2 separate regions of the Sus scrofa genome follow, and region 1 is linked to region 2. A link is a contact called in public HiChIP or PLAC-seq data. All regions are on one chromosome and are shown on one strand. The core of a region is the stretch at or near the end of the contact, and the rest is flanking DNA. Distances in the headings are between cores, read along the strand shown.

Evidence for each region. HiChIP or PLAC-seq counts read pairs in DNA pulled down with a chosen protein or histone mark.
Region 1: an H3K27ac HiChIP or PLAC-seq map of alveolar macrophages shows a contact between it and region 2. The contact joins the promoter of PRPF40A here to the promoter of UGGT1 in region 2. A contact is called at or near these places in 1 of 47 Hi-C or Micro-C datasets (heart right ventricle) and 1 of 2 datasets of contacts at active chromatin or transcription factors (alveolar macrophages).

What each region holds. Positions count from the first base shown.
Region 1 is chr15:60,436,150-60,443,027 of Sscrofa11.1, reverse strand. PRPF40A (pre-mRNA processing factor 40 homolog A) reads left to right here and starts at 3,648. Exons shown (of 26, transcript NM_001244573.1): 1 at 3,648-3,821; 2 at 4,958-5,089. The coding sequence starts at 3,657. It overlaps ARL6IP6 (ADP-ribosylation factor-like protein 6-interacting protein 6), which reads right to left and starts at 3,440. Exons shown (of 4, transcript XM_001926700.7): 1 at 1,993-3,440; 2 at 221-274. The coding sequence starts at 2,389.
Region 2 is chr15:59,262,503-59,269,708 of Sscrofa11.1, reverse strand. UGGT1 (UDP-glucose:glycoprotein glucosyltransferase 1) reads left to right here and starts at 4,656. Exons shown (of 40, transcript XM_021075942.1): 1 at 4,656-4,906. The coding sequence starts at 4,849.

The DNA of each region.
Region 1 (6,878 bases), core at 2,399-4,898, 1.2 Mb before region 2:
CTTTGTTACATACAGTAGTGTTAAAAATATATTCCTAGTGTGTGTAGTATACACCCATACATATATACAAAGAAAATCTAATACAATTTACCACACATGTATGCAAATGAAAGATTAAGACAATCAACTGTACAAGTGAATATAGTAGATATTTTACCCAAAATTTTGTACAGTTTAAACATGACCTAGAAATCAAATCAAATGACAATAAAGTCCATACCTAACAGCCCAGTATGAACATCATCTTCATTCTTCAAATTCTCAGCATGTAACTCTGTAAATACAAAAAGGGCTTTGGTAAAAAATGATTCTGGAGTTCCTGTCATGGCTCAGTGGTTAACAAATCCGACCAAGAACCATGAGGTTGCGGGTTCGATCCCTGCCCTTGCTCAGTGGTTAAGGATCCGGCGTTGCCGTGACCCTGCCCTATAGGTTGCAGACGTGGCTCGGATCCCACGTTGCTGTGGCTCTGAGGTAGGCTGGCAGCTACAGCTCTGATCTGACCCGCAGGAGTGGCCCAAGAAATGGCAAAAAGACAAAAAAAAAAAAAAAAAAAAAAAGATTCTGTACTTTGAACAGTAATTCAAAGGCTAGAAAGACATTGTGGAACTGCGGAAAGTGCTTTCTTTGGAGTCTGAGACAACTGGGTTCAAATTCTGATATCATTTACTAGCTATGTGACCTTCAGTAAGCAAATAAGATGTTTCTGTGAATCAACTGACATGTACATAAAACATGGGAATTTTTATTCCCTAGGAATGTTGTGAAGACATTTTATGTAATTCAGATTACTTCGTTTTGCCTCAGCTCCTTTCTCCATTCTCCAAAATAGGCACAGCTCAATGTCTTCTGCAGTGGACTTCCACTTATCCAGTTTTATGACTTTATGAACAAAGAATCTCTCAGTGCAAGAAAGAAAGAAATTGCCTAAAAGACAAAACTCTGAGTTGCTTTGGAAAAAATGCAGGAGAGAAGGGATAGAGGAATGAAACATTGTCAAAGTTTGACATTGAGTTTACACCCAATACTATTGTTTGAAGAGGTAAAACTCATAATTAACTTGCCAATTAGTCTTCTCTATGAAAATCCAGCATGGTAATCTGCTACATGCACCTGCAGCCCACAAGGGGCTTGGAAGCAATGAGGAAAAATAAAAACTTGAATTAAACTGACTCGGATAACAATGCGTTGGATGCTTTTCATACTAAGGTAGTTTTGTTTTTTTCTTTTTCAGTAACTTAGCCAAAGTCACACATCAGTGAGAACTGAGATTTAAACTCAGGTCTGATTCCTTCCACTGCAATATAAATTACCTAACCACATAATATATTCATATAAGCTGTGGAAAACCTTTCAAGGCACATCTGTTCCAATCTGGCCAATATTTCAACTTAAGACACCGGGAAATAAAACTATCAATCGGAGAAAAAACAGACTCAAGATCCCGCAACAGAACTTTACCACTACACTGGGTGCAAACCTAAGACGAAACCGAGAGGTACTAATTTTATCTATACAAGAGAAATTTGGGTTGTAGGATGCAAATCCTTGTCCTTCAGGAATTCCTTAAGTGTACAGAGGAATCAGTGTATTACACACATCTTTAATCATTTGCAGATTAAAGTCTTTGAACTTGCATAGCCTACTTTAATTACACTTTTCACCGTCTTCCTTTAATGATGGTTGTCTTGAATTTTGCTTAAGTTTGCTAAGGTTTTACCCCAAGTGTTCACTGACTTTAAGATACTTTTTCTCTTTTTCATGACTACCCACTTAATGAAGACCCTTTCTTAAAATAGGTCTCCTGACCACAGACCAAGGTCTTCCACCTTTAAGAAAAAGAAAACAAAACGGGAAGGCCAAAAAATGCGGATGAGGACTCTGGATGGAAGTCGCTACAGCTTGGTGGCCTTTGATAGGGAGAAGGAGCTGAAGCCGAGAGCCACGTCCAACCTCAGCTTAAAAAACTATACAGTTTCTGGACTTCAGTACCTTTTACGATCAGGTAGGTGATGGCGAGGAGGAAGGCAAGGAGGATGGCGAACAGCAGCGAACAGAGAATTGAGAGGACCTGGACCGGCCAGCGCCGAGCTCGGGTTCGACCGCCCGCATCCGCCAAGATGCCATTCCGCTTATCCGCCAGGAGGGAAGACCCGTCCCCATCTGGCCGGAGGAGCGAGTCCTTTCTAGGTTCGGGCGACGCCCTGGCCGAGAATTCCGCTCGCAGGTCACGGGCTACTCGGTCGCATCCCTCCTCCTCATCGACTTCACCCTCACCCCAGCTGTCTCCCTGAGTGGAAGCGGAAAATGCCGGCCGAGCGAACGGGACAGGGGTACCCGGACGACGGCGCAGAGGGGCCGGGCGCCTCCCGCTCTCCACGAACGACATGGCGGGAAAGACAGTGAGGCCCAGAGAGCGAGCGTTGTTCACCAGCCCCTCCCCGCGGTCCCAGCAGCCAATCAACGGCCCCCCCCCGGCCTAAACCACCAGACAGAGGCGCGCAGGGGTGCGCAAGGGTGGGCGGCTGGGCGGGTAAGGTGCTGTGGAGTTGGAGAGGCTGGGCGTCCCAGGATCAGGGTACTACCCTCAAGCTGTAGGAGGGAAGGCGAGCAGAGAAGAGCGCAGAGGGGAGGAAAGAAGAGGCCGAAGGCAGTCAAGTCCCCTATCCCTGCACAGGTTCGTCTCGCCCTGAGACCTCGGCCATCGCAGCGTCGCCTCTAAGCAAGAGCGCGGCCCGGCAGCCCCAAAGTCGCACCTTCGTGGCACCCGGTCCTAGCGCCCGCCATGCGCCCTAATACACATTACCGACTCAATTTGTTTTCTCACTTTTACGCCTTACACTCGCTCCTACCTCCACCCCCGCTTCCCTCCACGGCAGTTCACCACCCCGCACCCTCACCTCCCTTAACAGCCCATTCCTCCTTCCCTTACGTTTTGTTCTCCCCGCCCCACTACAACTTCCCACCACGCAGCTTGGCACGCCTCCGGCTCCCCTCACTCCCCTATCCCGGCGCCCGCTCCCCAGTTGGATCTTACGGAGATCGAACCTTCTCAAGACCCCTCCTCTAGCCTTCTTCGCCCCCTCCCTCCAACTCGATCCGCCCCCCGCGCGCGCGCGCGCGCGCGTATCCGGCCACCGCTAACGCTAGAAGCTTTCCCCACCCCCACCCCCACCCTACCATCCCACCCCACCCTACCACCCCACCCCACCCCAGGCGGCCTCAGGTTTGTGGGGGCGTACGTAACTCGGGCGGGGGGTGAAGGTGGCAGAACCCCACTGCCCCACCCCCTTCGGGGTGAGGCGAACTAAGCTCGGGAGGCTGAGACACAGACGTCTTCCCTTCCCTGGGGTAAGTTACTGGAGTTTTTCCCCAAGAGGACTTGCAACAGAAACTTCCTCCGTCCCCCTCCCCCCTCCATGCAGGCGACGCCGAGTGAGGCTGAGGTTGGGAGCGAATCGCCGAAGAGCTGCGTGTCGGCAGCGCAGTCTGATTGGACAGCGGAGAAGCCTGTCAGCTTATTGGCCCCGCTGGTTCCGCCCCGTAGCGCAGGGCAGCCTTTAACCTTTGGCCCCAGTGGGCTCCAGCCACTCAGATCGCTTCTTGTTGGTATGTGTAGCGGCAGTGGCCGCCGGCGGAGCAGTCTGAGCCCGACGATGAGGCCGGGGACGGGAGCTGAGCGAGGAGGCCTCATGGTGAGTGAAATGGAGAGCCATCCTCCCTCGCGGGGTCCCGGGGACGGGGAGCGGAGATTGTCCGGCTCAAGCCTCTGCTCCAGCTCTTGGGTCTCTGCTGACGGCTTCCTGAGGAGACGGCCCTCGGTAAGGGATCGGTGGGGCAGGGGAAAGCGGCACAATGAAAACGGAGTCAGAGAGAGAGGAAGCTTTCTCCCAAAGGAGAAGAAGATGAGAGTGGACGAAGGAAGAGCTCGAGATGGTGGGATATGTTCCGGGGGAGAGAAATGGAGGGCGGGGGTGCACAAAGAAAAGGAAGTGGGACCCTGGAAGTTGCTGGTGGGTTTGGCCTAGGCAGTTGCGCGTTGGTTGTGCTGGTCGCGGGCGGGGTGAGCGTTTTGGAGAGGTAGGCCTGACTTAGCCGTGTTGGGGAGGCGGAGATTTGATTCTGTAGAGTCTAAAACAGGCTGCCAGAATTTCTTCACCTGTGTTAGTGGTGTCCGTAGCGGGAGGACAGCTGGGAGAATTGGCAGGAGATAGTTACCTGGTTTTAAGGCCTGGAACAATGAAGACACAGGTAAAGAAAGTAGTTGTCTTTTTATAGGAGCTCGTTAAGATGGATGAATTAGTTATTTACTTTAGTATCTATGAATGACAGACCTCGGTCTTTGGGATTTTTTTTTTTTTTTGGCATAAGTAATTTTTCTCAAAGATTCTGTTGTAAGTAGTATGTTTATGTATTAAGAGTGAAGTGTTCCTGAGGATCCATACTGTTGGTGTTTTATAAGGGTAGCCCTTATCTGAGTTAATTTGGTAACTTCGGCATTTTAAAGTTTAAAATCAATGTAGAAAGTAAGGATAAATGGCGCAATAAAATAAAAATAAGCTGTCTTATATCTGTGAAGTAGGACAAAGCTGTGGTTTTCACCATGATAGTTTTTAGGCTGGCGTTTAAACTGTATTCTCTCACTTTAGCAAGCCATTTAGTAATTGATTAAATCATCATGTTTTAAAAAATGAATTAGGTATCCAGTAATGATTTTAATTTTTTCCACTTTCTGAAATTTGCTAAGTTGCAGATTTAAGACCAGAAAGTAAATGTTGAATCAATAGTTTAGTCACATATTAGACAAATATAATGTTATGCGCATAACTGACTTGTTGAAGTCAGATTTTTGAGAAGCATTTATTAGTCTTCGTTAATTTTTGAGATGCATTTATCGGTCTTTGCTAATTTGTAAATTTTCCTTTTTTTTTTTTTTCTTTTTTTTTTTTTTTTTCAGATGGGGCACCCTAGCATGCATTATGCCCCAATGGGAATGCACCCTATGGGTCAGAGAGCGAATATGCCTCCTGTACCTCATGGAATGATGCCGCAAATGATGCCCCCTATGGGAGGGCCACCAATGGGACAAGTAAGAATGTTTTGTTTTACTATGTATTTATTTGTTTACTTTTTACCTCTGGTGTTCTTGTGTCAAAATTCAAAATCTGGGTCAATATTTGCAGCTGTTTTGAGTTTTAGTTTATGCCAAAATAATATTTTCAAATAAGTGAAATGTGGAATTGTGTCATTTACCAAATTTGTTTGTAATGGAAAGTCTTCTGTATGAGAGGTTAACTTTCTGAAGCAACAAAGCTGAGTTGTTTTTGTTTTGTTTAATTTGAAAGTAGCAATGTATACCTAGGCTTTTTAGTTTAATTACTTTTCCCCTCCAAGTATGTCAGTTGAAGTAAATATACTATGTCAATGTAATTTATATTGGTGGACCATGTCTATGCATAGAATCTGGAAATAGCAATTGTTTAAGCCTTTGGCTTAGAATGAATTTTATTCCTGAAATAGCTTCCTATTTGTGGTGTCTGTGTGGTGGGGGTGGGTGGAGGTGGGAAAGTTCTACTCTGATTTGGTTTTTCATAGGACGGTGCCATATAGTTCATTTTCCACTTACACTGTCTTGTGTCCTCGTTTTTTTTTAAATGCTTATTGCTTCCGCACTCCTGCTTTTGAGCTGTCCCTTCCATCTCCAACATAAATTGTAAACAGACATTTTGTGGGAGTGATTTGGACCAAAAGGTTTTAATGCTGATTCAGTGAATTCAACAGAACTGAATTCCTAGAAAAGCATCCTAGAAAGGTAACAGGTTCAATTACCATAACTAATTTTGTGCCCCCTCTGAGGTTCTATTATACCATATCTTTTGGTGGCTGAGTTCTTTCCATGTAGTATCACAATAAAGCATCAAATATTTAGGCTAACAAAAAATTTGGAAAGCCAATCAATTAGGTATGATCTTTTTGTTAATTAGTACTGTTTACTTTGATAATCATTTAAGCCTTGATGGTTTGAGTTACTGGTGAAATTATAGTGGAGAAAGGAGCTCTCTCTGTGTGCTTCTTTTTACATAAGAGTAGAAGAGCTTAATGTCAGGTGGTTTTCTTTTTTATTTGGAGTATAGCCCGTAATTTTGTATAAAAGTCTTTATTCAAAGACACTATGCCCAGAAGATTCTGCCTTTAGGAGTTCTTTAAATAAAAAACTATTTATTCTGTTACTCTGGAATAATACAAGTTTTAAACTCCCTAGTTGATGGAGAAACAATTCTGATTTCCTCTTCTGTTTCTTTCCATCTCTAAACAGCAAGGAGCTCTTATTTTCTTAGTAGAGCTACTCTAACTAGATAATGAGCTTTAAAAAATATTTATTCTTTAAATGCTCTGGTTCTTATTTAAAATTAGTTTCTTTCCACAGAAAGATAAAATAAAACAATTTGCTACTGCCAGATGCTTCTCTCTTTTCTGGGGCCTTCTGTTTCCATTGGGCCAATCAAGGTAAGTTTTGCAAGGGATTGACCTGCTTACCCTTGCTGTATTGGTGCTATTGCACTATCAAAACCAAGATACCAGCTAGTTTTTCTAGTTCTATGCAGATCTTATTTTATTTTTTAAGTACTGTCATGTTTCTCATTGACATAAGCTGGTCACAGTTTGCTTTACGGCCCCTTCTCTTTAGCTGTATGGTGCCCATCTTCCTAGTAAGGTTACTTGCTACTTGGCTCACATCCATTCAGAAACTCTGAATTTTTACCGTACGGTTTTCTTCTACTTTTTTCCTAGGCCAGTATATGCCATGGGCCTTTAAGCTTACCTCATTATATTTAGATGTTTAGAAGTCTGTCTCTCTCTGTTGGCTCCTGTTAGGA
Region 2 (7,206 bases), core at 3,407-5,906:
ATTCACTTAGTATGATAATCTCTAGGCCCATCCATGGTGCTACAAATAAAAATAGCATTATTTCATTCTTTTTTATATCTGGCTAATATTCCATTTTATATATATACCACTTCCTTTTTTTGGCTCCACCCATGGCATATTGAAGTTCCTGGGCCAGGGGTTGAAACTGTGACACACATGTGACCAGAGCCACAGTAATGACAACACCGGATACTTAACCCACAAGGGAACTCTATCTATCTTCTTTATCCATTTATCTGTTCTTGGACAAATAGGTTGCTTCCATGTCTTGACTACTGTAAATAGTGCTGCTATGAATATTGAAATGCATGCATCTTTTCAAATTAGATTCTTTTCCCCAGATATATGTCCAGGAGTGGGATTTTTGGATCATAGGGTAACTCTATTTTTACTTTTTAAAGGAATCTCCATATTATTCTCCATATTGGCTGCACCAATAGTGTAGGAGGGTTCCCTTTTCTCCACACCTTCTCTAGCATTTGATTCTTATAGACTTTTTATTTTTTATTTTATTGTTTGTCTTTTTAGGGCCACACCCATGGCATATGGAGGTTCCCAGGCTAGGGGTTGAATTGGAGCTACAGCTGCTGGCCTATGCCAGAGCCACGGCAATGCCAGATCTGAGCCACATCTGTGACCTACACCACAGCTCATGGCAACGCCGGGTCCTTACCCCACTTATCGAGGCCAGGGATCAAACCTGCAACCTCATGGTTCTGCTGCGCCAAGATGGGAACTCCCTGGAAATCCTAGAATTTTAAAGTAACTTTGTTTAATATGTTAGAGGCTTTGACAGAAAAAGTGGACAACATAGGAAACGATTTCTTTGTGTCTTCAGATGGCAGAAAGCCAATGGAGCTATCTCAGATCTCTTTTTGTGTGAAGTTCTTCAATTTTTATATGTTATGACAAACATTTTCACAGGACTTGTAGAGCCTTTTGCAATTTGCCAAGTGCTTGACATATCTTTAAATTTTTATCATAGTCCAGGAGTTCCCTGGCCACCTAGTGCTTAAAGATCTGGCATTGTCCCTGCTGTGGTGTGGGTCTGATCCTTGCCCTTGGAACTTCTGCAGAAAGGTTTATATTTTTTTATTTTTATTTTTTTTAAATAAGAGCACTAATCCCATTCATGAGGGCTCCACCCTCATGATCTGGCATATGGAGCATTAACTGTGATGTAAACTATGGACTTTAGTTAATAATAATTTATAAGTGTTATTTCCACAATGTTGCGTTTTGAGAGTCTCTCTAATACATTTTATTTTATTTATTTATTTATTTTTGTCTTTTTGCCATTTCTTGGGCCACTCCCACGGCATATGGAGGTTCCCAGGATAGGGGTCTAATCGGAGCTGTAGCTGCCAGCCTATGCCAGAGCCACAGCAATGCAGGATCTGAGCCGCGTCTGCGACCTACACCACAGCTCACGGCAACGCTGGGTCGTTAACCCACTGAGCAAGGGCAGGGACCGAACCTGCAACATCGTGGTTCCTAGTCGGATTTGTTAACCACTGCACCACGACAGGAACTCCGACAATTATATTCTTTTCTTTTTTTTTTTTTTTTTTTTGTCTTTTGAGGGCTGCACCTGTGGCATATGGAGGTTCCCAGGCTAGGGGTCTAATTGGAGCTGTTGTCGCCTGCCTACACCACAGCCACAGCAACGCCAGATCCCTAACCCACTGAGTGAGGCCAGGGATGGAACCTGCAACCTCATGGTTCCTAGTTTCCACTGTGTCACTCCTTTTTTTTTTTTTTTTTTTTTTTTTAAGGGACACACCATGGCATATGTAAATTCCCAGGCTAGGGGTGGAATAGGAGCTACAGCTGTCGGCCTATGCCACAGCCACCGCAACACCAGATCTGAGCTGTGTTTGCAGCCTATACAACAGCGCAAGGCAACCCCAGTTCCTTAACCAACTGAACAGGGCCAGGGATTGAACCTGCATCCTCATGGATGCTAGTCGGGTTCATCACCGCTGAGCCACAACAGGAACTCAGAGTTATTTTATTTGAGGATTATTCTAAATATTCCACTATGCCGATGTTACTGTAATGTACCCCACTAATGCAAGATGTTACTAACACTGGAAACTCTATTAGGTGTCCCGTGTTTGGATGGGATGGATATATGGAACTGTATGTAATATCTGCTCAATTATTCTGTCAAATTAAAACTACTCTAAAGATAGAGTCTATCAATTATTTTTATCCATTATTTTTAAAAGCTTGAGTCTCATTTTTATTTATCTTATAATGAGAAAAAAGACTTTGGGTTTTTTTGGGCCGTGGCCACAGCATATGGAAGGGATCGAACCCAAGCCACAGCAGTGATAATGCCAGATTCTTAACTGCTAGGCTGCTGGGGAACTCCTGATTTTTCCTTTTAAAAAAGAGTATTATTTTAAGACTTTAGATCAGTTTTAGATGTATAGAAAAATGAGCTGAGAGTACAGATAATTCTTGTATACCTACCTCTGAGGCCACATATGAGCCACTTCCTCTGCTACTTTTTCTTTTTTTTTTTAGGGCTGCACCTGTGGTACATGGAAGTTCCCAGGCTAGGGGCTGAATCGCAGTTACAGCTGCCAGTCCACACTGCAGCCACAGCGACACCGGATCTGAGGTGCATCTGTGACCTACACTAAAGCTCATGGCAATGCTGGATCCCTGATCCACTGAGTAAGACCAGGGATTGAACCCATGTCCTCGTGGATTCTAGTGGTGTTCTTTACCACTGAGCCAGGATGGGAACTCTCACAATTTCCCCCACTATTAATAGTGGTAACTACATTTGCTACAACTGATAGACCTAAATTGACATACCCTTACCACTCAAAGTCCATAGTTTACCTTAGGGTTTACTTCTGATGTTGTACATTCCGTGGGTTTGACAATGTCTACATATACCCATCATGAGAATATCATCCAGAATGCTTTCACTGCCTTAAAAATCATCCTCCCTCCCGCAACTCTTTAGAAATCTTTGTGGTGTTGGAAGAGTTCTTGAGTTTTAGTGGTGGTTACCCAAATCTATACAACTGTTAAAATGACAAAATTATACAAACACATTGTACAAATCTCAGATTTCTGGTTTTGATACTGTACTATAGTTCTTTGAGATGTAACTGCTAGGAGCACTTGGTGAATGGTGCATGGGACTTCACTGTACTATCTCTGCAACTTCTTGTGAATCTGTAATTATCTCAAAAAGTTAAAACAATTTTAAAAAATCTGTTTTTTGGTGAAATAAAATTGCACTGAACTTTCTGAGAAAAATTTAGCGAAACAGAAACTCAACTTTCTTAGAAATTCTGTACTATCACTTATTAACTAAGCAAAGGTTGGTGGTGTTTATACATCAATAGCAGAAGACCAAGTTAAAACAGAGAGTGAAAAGCTCTGTAAAGTGGTGAATTAGAAAACAATTCTTGGGAGTTCCCATCGTGGCTCAGTGGTTGATGAACCCAACTAGCATCCATGAGGACAAGGGTTCCACCCCTGGCCTTGGTCAGTGGGTTACGGATCTGGCATTATTATGAGCTGTGGTGTAGGTCACAAACGTGGCTCAGATCCCAAGTTGCTGTGGTCTGGTGAAGGCTGGAGGCCACAGCTCCTAGCCTGGGAACTTCCATATGCCGCTGGTGCAGCCCTAAAAGACAAAAAAAAAAAAAAAAAAAAGAAAGAAAACAATTCTCTTTTTTTGTGGAAAGCATCACATGAAAAGGGGCAAAAAACACACAATGGACAGCCACTAACACAAAATCTCCCTCAAGAAATAAACTTAAAATGGTCATTTCCAGTTCTTAAAATTATCTGCACTCCTTTTATTCCAGCAAGGAACTGAAAACCCAACAGTCAGCTAGAGGTTCTTAAGCACAGTACAAATTGAGGGGGGTGTTTTAGTCCTTGTTCTGTCTGGCATTCTCAAGGGAAGGACTGTACGCCACAATCGAGTCAGTTAAAATTGTACACTTTCTTAAATTACTTTTTAATGTACTTTTGGTTTCTAGTTCACTTTATTAGTTAAAAAATACCCTCCAAAGATGTATTCATATCTGGCGGCTAAAATGATCTGCCCAATGTCACATATGCTAAAACAATTTTACACAGATTTATATTTTCAAAAAAAAAAAAAAAAAAGAAGCAAAGGACAAAGTAATCATTGCAGATTAAGTTGCCACTGACCGTATAAAATAAGCTAAATCGTTTCATAAAATTTAAAAAAATCTTCCTTTCCCTTGCTCCCTGGAACGAAAGCTATCGAAATCTAAGGTTTAAAATAAAGTCGAAGATGCTCAAAAACATTGTCACTTTGTCCTTTACTGTGCAACAGCTTTTTTAATAAAGGGTTTAAGGAAGTAGACTTTGAAGCTCCTCCGAGTCCCAATCTGCAAAAAGTATGAAACCCCTTTCCGGTCGCACCACGTGGTGAAGCTTTTGGGTCTTAGCTGCCTGCCTAAACAACGCCCCAGGACTTGCAGACCCGAGCCTCCGTGGCTATACTAAACAGCTGGAAGCTACAAAAGAGGCGTGGCCTTCTCGGATGTAAGATGGCGGCCGCGCGACGCTCTGGGCGGTCCCCGCCGTGACTCAGTAGCCGGAAGTCCTCCGACTCCAGCCAGTAGGAAGCGGAAGTAAAGGGCGGTCGGCTGCTGGTCTTTAGCTTTGCGAGGCCGGCTTGTGAGCCGAGCCGCGGGAAAGGCGCGTGTCGGCCGCTCACTGGCGCAGCTGCTGCCCTCTCCGCAGCTGCCCCGCCCCACCCCGCTCCACCCTGCTCCGGCCTTGTCCCAGGTGCCGTCGCAGACGGAGCGCGGCCCCGGCATGGGCTGGAAAGGGGCTGCGGGCGGCGCGTGTGCCGCCGCTGCGCGGCCGGTGACAGGTACCCCTTGGGTGGCGTGGGACGGTCTCGCGGTCAGGAGAGGGTCTGGGGCACGAGGCGATTCCGTGTCCCGGTCACCTTGCGCTTCCGTTTCTTCCCTGACTCAGTTTCCCCTCCCGTGTCCCAACCTTCCCCCCTCAATGCGAGTGACCCGAGTTATCCCTCAGTGTCTTCTGGGCAAGGTATCGTTTGTGCGAGGGTAGCCGCAGGCTCTCTCTACCCCTTTGAGCCTTCATAGAAGAGCTTGGAGACCCATGTGCTCAAGTGCAGACGCAGGTGGGGGAAGTGCCCTGACATGCATTTAGATTAAGCCTGACCCTAAGTAGGTTGAGAACCAGCAGTTTGCAGGACCCCGATAGGAGAACGAACGGAACTTTTTATAGATTTCTCTTTTCCCTAAAATGAATTCAGGTGCTGAATATAGGTTGCCGTTTTCATTTAATACGAGGATCCGTTGGCTGGAAATTGGATGATCCGGTTTCACTTTTAGTGTGGGACCTGCCAGAGGAGTAAGATCTGCGTACATCGCCAATAAGTTATGGGTGTGAACTGTTCATGTTCTTTGGCCAGAAACTCTAGATTGTTTTGCATTTCTTGCCAGATTTGAGAACTAGCATATTTTGTTCATTGGAGGTCGTGGGGTCTTATGCCTTCCTGTGCTACACTATTTTGGAAAAATTCATCATGCGCTTGGCTGTCCAATTGTAGTGTGATGTTTGAAGACATTTTAAATAGCTATATGACAACACTACAAAATTTGGGATAATTATAGCCTTTCCATTTGACTTGCTTTTGATGAACTTAGCTGAAACTCATTTTTATTAAAGGAAATAAACATTGCTTTGTACAGTACCATGGCGTCTTCACAATGCATGTTTAACTTGAGGGAAATAAACTGGAGAAAATTCTATTAGACTTTTTCTCCAGTTACTGGTGGTCGTTTTCATATCAGATATACAATATCTCTTTTTAATTGGAAATTAGGTGTTTTTGGTTCAGGGCAAATGAGTTTTGCTAAAAGGTATAAATGTATATTAAGTTTAATTATTTCAGAAGTAAGTTTATTTCTCAAGAGTGAGTACTTCCTAATATTTTCCCTCGCTCTTGTCATACATGTTGAAACTCAGATGGCTGTTTTTTTACTTGGAGGGTGCAAGTGGTTTTTTTAAAATTTTATTTTAAAGCATTTGGTAGCTATTTTCTTCAACTTAAAAATGGAGAAAAAAGATTGGTACTGATTAGAATCTTATGCCTCTTCTGTTTTCCAAAAGTGAAAAACATTTGCCATAATATAACTTTGATAAGTATTTCTGATATCTTACTGTAGATAAATGAACATGGGATAGTATCTTTAATTTAAACTAAAGAAACTGGGCCACACACTCAATCTTGCAGATGATACATTTGGGCCCAGAACTTATTGAAGACTTTTTAATTTGTCCATCATGGCATAAGCATTATGCCTATGATTATGCAGTGCCACATTGCAGATTCTGACAGCTGTCATTTCCTAGACTATTCCTTTTTATAAGCAACCTTTAGTCAGGACCACTAGGGTCAGGTTGATAAGGGGTCTTTTAAAAGGAAGGTATCCTCAAACAAAAGGCCCCTCGGTGAGGTTCTTACCTTCTGCTCCTCTGGACAGCCTTTTCTTCTGGTGTTATCTGTGGTGTCAAGGATGTGGGGTCTGGATGGGAAAATTCTTCTTCAATGTATAGCTTTCTTCCCTTTCCCATCTCTAATGGTGCTATGCTGTGTCCGAAGAACTTTCTGTCTCTTTAAGACAGAGCGAGGGGATCTCTGGGTGAGTCATGGTGCTTATTGTTTTCATTTTCACTCTTTTTAAGTCCTAGGTTTTCGGTAGCATCTTTGCTTGTGGTGCCACCTTCCACTGGCTTTCACTCATCCCTTAATGAACAGTCTGTGTTGATTTTATTTTCAGTGCCTCCTGTGTTCCAGGCATTTTGCTAGGCATGTGACTGTGGCAGACAGAACTCTCTGCTCTGGAGGAGATCACATTTGGTCCCCAAAGCCAGCCCAAGTGTGGATCTGTCAGTGGTTGCTAGATTTGGTTTAGTCCCAACTTCAGACCCACACTGTTAGTGTTAAGATTGAAACTCTAGCTCTCTCACCCACCTGAGTCTGAAGGACTCTGCCTGTAGAAAATCCTTGGACTTACCTTGGGTCTCATAATAAAGCCCTTTGCTATGTCTGGGTCTCCACAGGATGAATTCTCACTCCTTCTTAAAGCCGGAGAACCAGGGCAGATAGCATGCCATTGGAGAACTTTGGAAAACAGG